Regions from separate parts of the Mus musculus genome. Here regions 2 and 3 are each linked to region 1. A link is a contact called in public Hi-C data. All regions are on one chromosome and are shown on one strand. The core of a region is the stretch at or near the end of the contact, and the rest is flanking DNA. Distances in the headings are between cores, read along the strand shown.

The links. A called contact is a pair of places that touch in the nucleus more often than the background predicts.
Region 2: a contact with region 1 is called in a Hi-C map of liver, with 3 times the contacts expected there. The contact joins the promoter of 1300017J02Rik here to the enhancer-like site in region 1. A contact is called at or near these places in 7 of 39 promoter capture datasets (cranial neural crest, embryonic stem cells, frontonasal cranial neural crest and 4 more), 17 of 484 Hi-C or Micro-C datasets (the 63-12 cell line, cerebellar granule neurons, cerebellum and 8 more), 7 of 115 datasets of contacts at active chromatin or transcription factors (bone marrow-derived macrophages, craniofacial prominence, embryonic basal ganglia and 4 more) and 3 of 9 other capture datasets (adipose tissue, liver and pancreatic islet).
Region 3: a contact with region 1 is called in a Hi-C map of liver, with 2.3 times the contacts expected there. The contact joins two enhancer-like sites. A contact is called at or near these places in 1 of 15 datasets of contacts at CTCF or cohesin (embryonic stem cells), 16 of 484 Hi-C or Micro-C datasets (the MC38 cell line, cerebellar granule neurons, cerebral cortex and 10 more), 10 of 115 datasets of contacts at active chromatin or transcription factors (craniofacial prominence, embryonic stem cells, epiblast stem cells and 4 more) and 1 of 9 other capture datasets (embryonic stem cells).

Annotation. Positions count from the first base shown.
Region 1 is chr9:103,088,991-103,092,091 of GRCm38.p6, reverse strand. It overlaps a transcript of Slco2a1 not described here. Among named protein-coding and RNA genes, the nearest start is that of Rab6b, 22 kb to the left of the region's middle. Within about 2 kb of position 1,546, at least 49 of the 459 cell types and tissues checked have an H3K27ac peak or open chromatin away from gene starts, as enhancers often do. A contact at or near this core is called in cerebellar granule neurons, cerebellum, extraembryonic endoderm stem cells and 3 more, where this site is marked.
Region 2 is chr9:103,286,658-103,289,758 of GRCm38.p6, reverse strand. 1300017J02Rik (RIKEN cDNA 1300017J02 gene) reads left to right here and starts at 1,462. Exons shown (of 17, transcript NM_027918.2): 1 at 1,462-1,578. The coding sequence starts at 1,536.
Region 3 is chr9:102,933,107-102,936,207 of GRCm38.p6, reverse strand. No RefSeq gene overlaps it. Among named protein-coding and RNA genes, the nearest start is that of Gm31434, 68 kb to the left of the region's middle. Within about 2 kb of position 1,632, at least 46 of the 459 cell types and tissues checked have an H3K27ac peak or open chromatin away from gene starts, as enhancers often do. A contact at or near this core is called in extraembryonic endoderm stem cells and liver, where this site is marked.

The DNA.
Region 1 (3,101 bases), core at 297-2,796:
CCATTTTTCTTCTGTAAGCTGGTGTTTGTGAAAGTTAAGAACATTCAGTCAAATGCTTGCCCCACCTGAGACTTCTAAGGTTTAGGGGCTGTATACATTTGAAATGCTGTACTGAGAAACCCACAGTGCAAAGAGAAGTTTAGGAGCCTGAACAGAAAACCTGTTCAAATAAGCTGCCCCATTTGGCTTTCAATTACACCCCTGGGACTCCAGTTCCCACACTGCGGGGAGGAGAGAGAGAGAGAGAGAGAGAGAGAGAGAGAGAGAGAGAGAGAGAGGACATATAGTGGAGCCAACTTTGGCTGGGGCTGCTCAGGAGGACGGCTCTTCTGGTCTCTGGGGTGTAGCAGTTCCCTCTCAGGGACCCGGGGCTGTATTTTGAGGTAGGAACGCCCTTCTGGGACTGGTTGACTGGTCTCTAAGGCCATTCTCCAGGCTTTGAATGGGCTGGTCTAAGCCAGTCCCGAAGGACGCCTAAGGGGCCCCCGCTAAGCCTAGACCCTACCCTTCTAGCCTTACTCCTGTTCTCCTTCAGGTTCCCTGATCAGGGGATTCTCAGAATGTGCACAGGTTTGCTCGCCTTTCTACCTTTGTTCACAACTTAGCTGTCCTCTCTCCCTACACTCTTGACCCTCGAAACCAGCCCTGGTCCCTTCTCTGATTTCCCAATGGAATCCACAGCACTTGGTCAAGTTCCTACCCTAGGTCAAAGTATACACGCTGCAAGGTCAGGAAATGTGTCATGGCGGGTTCTTGCACACACCAGCTACCAAACAAATAAAATGTGATTGACAACCGGAGGGGACCTCATTTATCGATGTGATGGTCCTGATGGCCTCACCATTCAGGAAGAAGCTCTGGGTGAGACTCCTCCCCTCGAGATAAGCCCCGCCCCTTGGGGGGCATGCTCAATCAACTGTCATCCCCCCTAGCTCCTCCGCCTTCTCATCCTTTGCCTAAGTCTTTGTCAACTAAAGAGAACCTTTTTCCTGACCCTGCATCTCTAAACCTCTGATCCATCAGCTCTGCCTCTTCTGGGCCTGTCCTCTCCACTTTTCCATCTCTAAGGCAGCCTTGGCTTTGCTGAGATATCATCTTTTCTCCTCTAGGGATCCGCTGTGGATGCTTCCTCCCTCTGACTGTATTCATCCCTCTTCCAACAGCCTGACAAGACTGAAGGGTCTCAGAGAGCATATTGGTTCACCTAGAATCACTCCCCATGGTGGAAGATTCTAGCACTTGCCTAAGTCTGCTCCTCTCCTCTCTGAGCACAGAGGATTATATTTCTCCATCTGTACAGCAGTTAGATAATGCCGTGAGACTAGTTCTGGCCAAGCGCCTGGGAGCAGAAAGACTATGCGCCTTCTGGCCAAAACACTTGCTTCCCATGGCGAGACCTTCTTAGCTTCCTTTCCTGCCTCATTAATTGTGGATTGATGAAACAGAGGTACCTCAAGTCCAAATAGCTGGCATTCTGAGCCACCCTTGGAAGCCACTGCCCTGGAGAGTCACCCAAACAAGCCACGGGCTTTGTGCAAACAAGAGATAAAGGTGTGTTGTGTCATGTGACTGAAGCCTAGCCAAGCCTATTTCTGGGTGGTTTGAGGAGTTCAGTAAATAAATGCATGGCTTGGCAAACTGTAGCGAACTATGTACATTTTATTATTGTTATCAAAGTGTAGCAGGTGCCTAAGGAGCAGAGACTTTGTCAAGGTAGAGAGCCCTGTGTCCTGTGGCCACCAAACAGGGCTGGGAATGGGTGTGGAGGTTGATAAATGGGCCGGGCCTGTCACGAGAGGAAGGCTTTCTCTCATTAATGATTTGCCAAGGGCTTGCCCAGGACCTGTTTACATATTTAATCACCGATGAAAGGTTAGCAAATCTGGCCTTCTTGGCAGGGAATGGACATTTTTACCTCCAATGTTTAGTCCCTGTGGCTGGGAAAGATAGGAATTTTTTTTCTTCTGGATTTGCAAGGATTACCCCCCCACACACACACACACACATACACATACCACTGCCAATCTCTCTGGGAAGCTGTAATACAATATTTTACTATCAAGTTGACAGTAATTCAGGACCCAGCTTAGCTGCATCTCTCCATCTTTGAAAGTGTTGAAGGCAAATACAACATGGCTTTGTTTCTTAAGCGAGAACATGATAAGCAGTTACCAGATGGGACATTTCCCCAAAGGTCTGTGCTTCAATCTCATGGCTCTGCTTCTCCAAGTTTTCTCCTCTCTGTCCCTTTTCTCCACGTCTGGTCTTTACCTTGTGGTACCCAGAGGGCTCACTGGATTTTGTTTGATGAATAGTTACAATGTTCTTGGGATGCTTGACTAGAATGTAAATAATTGAGACATCACCTGGTCTCCCAACCTCTATCACCCAACCTACACAACCCTAAAGAGATCCCTCCTCTTTCTTCTCACCAGCCAATGAACTTCAATGGGAAAAGAGGCGGGCTTCTCATTACCCAAGGCTTGCCCTAACTTCAGAATGACTTATAAGAAGAGAGGGGCTTGGGGCAGCCAGAAAGACCTGGGCTTTCTGTGAAAGCTCTCTGCTGGCTGCTTCCTTGATTTTGGAGTTCTCCTTTCTTTTTCTCTTTCTTTTTTTCTTTTTCTTTTTTCATTTTCATTTTCTTCCTTCCTTTTTTTTCTTTCTTTCTCTCTCTCTCTTTCTCTCTCTTTCTTTCTTTCTTTCCTTCCTCCTTCCCTCCCTCCCTCCCTTCTTTCTCTCTCTCTCTCTCTCTCTCTCTCTTTCTTTCTTTCTCTTTTTTTAAGACAAGGTCTCAATATGTAGCCCTGGCTGTCCTGGAACTCATCATGTAGATCAGGCTGGTCTCGAACTCTCACACACCCAGTTGCCTCTGCCTCCCAAGTACGGGGATTAAAGGCATGCTCCACATGCCTAGGATTCTACATTTTCAGACATACTAGTGTGGCTCCCATCATAGGCTGGGACGAGGGTCCTGCCAGAGGCTTTGGACTCAAGGACACTTGGTAGATATCGCTCCCTTCCAAAGGATGGCAAACCCTTTATTTCCTGTTTCTTTGGTTTCTTCTTTGTGAGGCTGGATGGTGCATTTCCTAGGTTGG
Region 2 (3,101 bases), core at 213-2,712, 200 kb before region 1:
AAAAGATGTAAGAACACAAACAGAACACTGGAAAGAAACAGATTTAACAAAATAACTCAAGAAAGACACTGTGCTCAAGTTCAATGTGCAAAAATTGTGCCGTTTTCCTGATTGTGTCTTCTATTTCTTTCTTTAAGTTTTGTTTTTGCTTTTTGTATATACAAAGGAGTGTGAGCCCCCACAGAAGCCAGATGACCTGTAGCTGGAGTCCAGGGGTGTCAGGTCCCCCTGTCGCTGGAGTTACAGGTAGTTAGTTGTGAGCCGTCCAACATGGGTGCCAGAATTGAACTCTGGTCCTCTGGAAGAGCAGCACTTGCTCTTAACCGCTGAGCCATCTCTCCAGCCCTACATGCTTGGTTTTCGAGACAAGGTCTCTAGCCTAGGGAAGTCTCCAATAGGGCACGTAGTTGAAACCTCGAACTCCTAATCCCACTGTCCCCACTTCCCAAATGCTGGGGTTTCAGGCCTGTACTTCCATACCAGGCCCTGCTTTTTTTTATTTAGTTTTAGATCCTAGTAATGTATATAAAATGAAATGAAATTTCTGTTCCTAGCGGCACTGTCTGTAAGGATGGAATCGGTACTACAATTGTCAATCAGGGTGAGAGATGAAATATTCTTCATTCACATGATATGAAACAATAGGCCACACTGATAGCTGGTGGGCAACCACACACCTCTGCATAGATAAATCATACCAATTTAAACTTGGGTGAGAGAAGCCAGGCTCTGCGCTGTAAGTTTTCATCTCTGTGGAGTCCTGAAGTTAGCAGACTTCCGTTTCTGTTCCATGTAGGGGCCACCTATGTGGGAGAAGCTCTGCAGGGATTCGGCCTCCTGGATGTGGACTGGCTCTACCGGAGTCCTCTTAGTGATAATTATTACACTGTGCTAGCAGGGTTTGTTGTACACCTACTACTATATTTTAATTAGAAGTTCTTCGAGTTTTATTTAAAATTACCAGACTTTTTCTAGGCAGAGGTCGCACAGCCTTTCGGACAGGGCTGCAGCCGGGTGAGCGAGAAACTCTGCATGTCAGATCTGTGCCTGAGCCAGGCCTTACACAGCTGGGACAAGCAACACTGGTGCGTGTGGTGTGGAGTGGGGGTGGGGGTGGGGGTGGGGAGATAGAGGAGAAACTATGGGCTGTGTCACAGAAGAGATAGCTCCACTGGGGTCGCAGGACAGCGGGAGGACCTCAGCTTAGTCAACTTAGAGTCCTTAGTGAGAAGTGAGAATTTCCAAAAGAAAATTGTGTTAAGGTCTTATGCATGTGCGCGCCGGCTTTCCCGGAGAAGCACCGTTTCCACCCAGGGACCGAACCGGGGACAGAGAGAGAAAAAATAGTGTCCCTAGCCGCCTGAGTATCTGCTTGGCCAGATAAGGAAGGCATGGAGGGTGTGGCAGTGGCGACCAGCCCGGACTGGGGCTGAAGAACCTTTCCCAGTAGGCAGATTCATCAGTCAACACTGCCTTCTGGGTAAAGTGCACCTAGGCTGGGGGAGAGCAAGCAGAACGCAGTTCCACAGTTGAAAATGAGGCTGCTCATCTGCGCCCTTCTATGCTTGGGGACCCTAGGTGAGTGTGCTGAGAGCCAGGCAGGGGGCCGGCCCTCTGGGGAGGGGACCAGGTGTCATTTGCTGACCATACACTTCAGGGATCAAATGTGGTTGGATAGACTATGAGCCTAGAGAAGAGTAATCACTTTGGACTGGAATTCACCTGCCACGCAGTCCCCCGGCTGTCCTTTGCCCTCACTGAGGCGGTCATAGTGGATTGTCGCTGACTCTTTTGCTTGCTTTTGGGACCCTTTTCCTGCCACATCCTCCTTAATACCAGGGAGGTGCCTAGTCTTTTTGTAACTTGTTATGTCGCGTTTGGTTGATATCCCTGGGAGGCCTGCCCTTTTCTGAAGGAAAATGGAGACGTAGTTGGTGACAGGGGATGTGAAGAGGGACTCAGAGGAAGGAGGGGAAATTGCAGCAATATATGAGAGATAGGAGAGGAAAATAAAAAAAACAAAACAAAACAAATAAACAAACAAAAAAACCCCACAACTTGTTTCACTGCTTTGGTAGGTAAAGGGGCTGATGTTGTGATTGACGACATATGACCTCCAGGACCAAATGGTAGAAGAGGAAATCCACTCTTGAAATCTGTCCTCTGTAGTAATAATAAGTATAGCACATAAAATAAAAATTTAAAAAAACCAAAAAAAAAAAAAAAAAAGAAAAGAAATCTGTCCTCTGACCCCCATGTGGCTTCCACACAATGTTAACTTTTTTTTAAAAAAAGTTATGTTTACCCAACAAACACACAGTTGCTGGAGAAATGAGCTAACACAGCCAGAGGCAGGCAGAGTTCTACGCTCACAAATACAAGAAGCCCTTTCGTGGGTAGGGAGAACAGGCTCCAGGGAAGAACTCATGCACTGTGAAGAGCTCTTCCTGTCTCAACCACGGTTGGATCCTCCTCCCTTTAGCTTTGTCTGATCTGAGACCGTGGTAAATAATACCTAGGGTGGCCAGAGCCCGGCAATGGTGCACAGTATATGTCTGCCTCTTCTGCCCAGCAGTGCCATCTGTAGCCACCCAGAGGGTCATTCGCTCTCAGAATGCAGCTGCCTGATCTCTTTCAGAATTCCCCTGAACTGAGCCAGTGTTCTGCTAAATAGCGTTCCGCCACCATTGCCAGCAATGTCAGACACAGACCAGAAGTTCATTTTCCCAACAGGCTTCATGTTTACATGTCAGAGACTAAAGGCCCCTCCGGGCTTCGTTTCTTCACGACCTTTCTCCGGGCTACCAGACCAGGCCGGAGTCTGGAACCTTCATTCCTCAAAACTCAGTGTTCCAGTCCAATAAGAATACTTGTGGTGTCAAATGACAAAAAACAAAACAAAACCCCAAACCACCACTACCAACAACAACAAAAAACCCCAGCCAAAGCAGCTTAAATAGGAAACACGTAACTGAGGGTTACATATCCTAAAAACTTGCAAAAGTCAAGAGCCAAGCCAACGGTTTCTTCTGGGGTCCAGGAACTTTCTCCATTCAGTGAGTGACTGGAGGCCACCAGCAGCCTTTCTCTTCCTCCTGAAA
Region 3 (3,101 bases), core at 383-2,882, 160 kb after region 1:
AGAACTGAAGGTGGGAAGGTGGGAGAGGGTGGTGGTGGGGAGCACCCTCATAGAAGCAGGGGCAAGGGGATGGGATAGGGGATTTCCAGGGGGAAAATCAGGAAAGGGGATAACATTTTAAGTGTAAATAAAGAAAATATCCTATAAAAAAAAAGGCTTTAAAAAAAAAAAAAGAAAGTTACAGGCCACATAGTGACATGGAATGGGGTCTAATAACAAGCCTAATAAGATGTTAAATAAGGTGTGTAATAAAGATTACACTCAGTAACAAAAGCACATGGCGATTATAAGCCTTTACACCTGAACATGTTTCCTACTCAAATGAAGATCGCAGGTGTGCATCACAACTGTGTAACTGTTAATACAGAAAGTTACTGTTAGTACAGAAACAGGACTTCAAGGGCGCTCCTCAGCTTCCCCCAAATGTCTCTAAGGAACTAGGGCTCAGGCAGTTTTACCATAAGAGGTCACGGTTCAGAATATTAAAAGGCAAAGTTGAGGGAAACCAAGATAAAGTTGGGACATTTTACTCAAAAGAAAATGAACACGCTAATAAACAAACAACAACGACAACCAGCTGGCGTCATCACAAGACTTAGCATTATAGCAAAGCTTCTTAAAATAAGTCATGACCCCACCTGAGGTCACACAACTCACTGTGGGGGTTGTGAAAATGTGGCTGAGGTTAAAGGTTTCTGAATGCGCACGGACTAAACGTGAACCCCAAGACAAACATGACATGAAACCCAAGCTGCTTCTGATCATGCGCACCCCTTCTGATCGCGCTCACCCCTTCCGATCATGCTCACCCATGCTGCACAGGGCAACCTCCAACCTCCCGGAAGCTTTGCGCCTTGCACTGTACACTCGACACACGACGACAAGGTCTCACTGAGATGCCTTGGCTCAAGTTTGACGCTACTGTGCTTTTCTGCTCTTTTAGAAACACATCGGTTTAATTATGTAATTAAAAAAAAAAAAGACTAATTTTTTTCCACGGACAGTTCTTAGTGTGTATCTAACCGGTTTATTAGATCTCTATACACACATCCCATTAGTATAATTTTGTCTTTAATAAGTGTCAAGGAATTGTTTTAAAATGATCTTCCTTATGATCTATTATTGATAAATGTCGATTTGTACACTTGTACCCGTACACCCTGGGTGATCTAGAAGGAAATGATGAAGAGAGGCGTGAATAGCAAATCCTATAGTAAACTAATAAGAAAATCCTATAATAGACTACAAAACAAATCTCCTAAGCCCCACCCATATTCATGAATGGTAGTTAAGCATAATTACAAATTAGTAATAAAATTATAGCAAGGCACAAGCATATGGAAAAAATAATCTTCTGTTTCTTGTTATTTTTAGGTTACAAAAAAAAAAAAAGACAAAACTCCACCACAATCGTGTTTAAAATTATTTTGAAACTATTTGAACACTCTGAGGGAAACGATACGAACAAGATGTCGCACTAGGAGGCCTCAGCCACAGCCACAGTTAGTAACAAGCCATGGGCCCGAATGCCTTTGGGAGAGCGCCAGTGAACAAGGAGAAGCTATGGGCACACTGGCTGTCAGAAAACCAAAACCGCATTCCAGTGAAAGAGGGAGGGCCACTTTCGGAGATGGGTGGATTCGATCACGCCCCTCCCTCTACACCGCACAGCACAGGTTATCCAGGCAGACGCCCCACCAAGGTGTAGCTCCTCCCTGAGAAGGAAAACAAAAAGACGGACCTTACACCCAACGTCATGGATTATCTGAGGTTGCCTCTAAAGGTCTGCTTAAAAGGACTGCTGAGCAAAAAAGCCAGTCTGAGTACCGCTGAACAGAGTGTCACGTGACCACTGCAGTTCTTCAGACAGATAACACTAAGAACAAGAGATAAGAAAGCTCTGTGAGGCCCTAAAACCCCTAAATTGGGCCAATCGACTCAAGAATGGAACTAGCTTAAACACACACACACACACACACACACACAAATATAAATAAATATATAGAGCACAAAGAATACAGAGAAACAGAGAGACAAGGTCCAATGAAGCCCTCTGATGGGAAGAGGGCGGATGGAAGTTGTCCCCGCCAATGTTTGAGGACTGTCCTAGACAGTCTTCAAACAGGAATGAAGAAGCGGCGTGTCTGTCCAGACTATACAAACAAAGTTATCTGTTATTGTTGGCAATAAAATCACATACATTGGAAAGCCCCGTAAAAATAAATCGCGCACTCAGAACAAGAGGTAGGGCAGCCTGACACAGATATGATTTTGGAAATAAAACGGAAAAATTACTATTCCATTTTCCAAAAATCTGTAAGACTTCTAATTCTGGGCCTTTAAAAGTATTATTATAAAATACTACTTAGAATTGTTGGCGTTCCTTGTTATGTAAAGTAGAGTGCCTTTTTGAAGGACATGGGCTGGCAAGATGGCTTGGTGGGTTAAGGCCCTTGCTGTATAAGCCTGGGGCTCTGAGTCTGATCTCCAGAACCCACGGTGGGAAGAGGTAGGCTACCCCTGCAAGCTGTCCTTTGACTGTGCACATGAGATAACATTACATGTGTGCGAGACACACAATAATAAATATAATGATAACAATAACTTGTATATAAAAGGTAATTTGTTATAATAGACAGTCACCGTGGCATTGAATAGCATGGATATATGTCACCATGCTAACCCTCTAAAATGTCCTTGCAATGTTGCTTAGGCTTGGCTCCAGAATTCTCTCCTACGCCTTGGAAGTTCAAAGTCCTTTCTACAGAATGCATGAGTGTTTGCATATAATTCTTACAAGTCCTCTCATGTTATTGAAGCCATCTCTAAATTACTTATTATGCCTAATACAAATGCTAGAAGTAGTCACTATACTGTATAACGGATACTGGCAAAAAAAAAAAAAAAGGTCTGTCCATATTTGGTACACATGCTTTTTTTTTTTTTTTCTTTCAAAAAATATTTTAGCCTGACATAAGATCCTGGGCTCATCAAGTAAAAATTTAAAAATCCATAAGGGCAGAATGAATTTTATAAAAGAAAGCATATTAATCAAGCTATAAATGTGTTTAATGCTAATTTGGGTATAAGTAAGTTCCTAG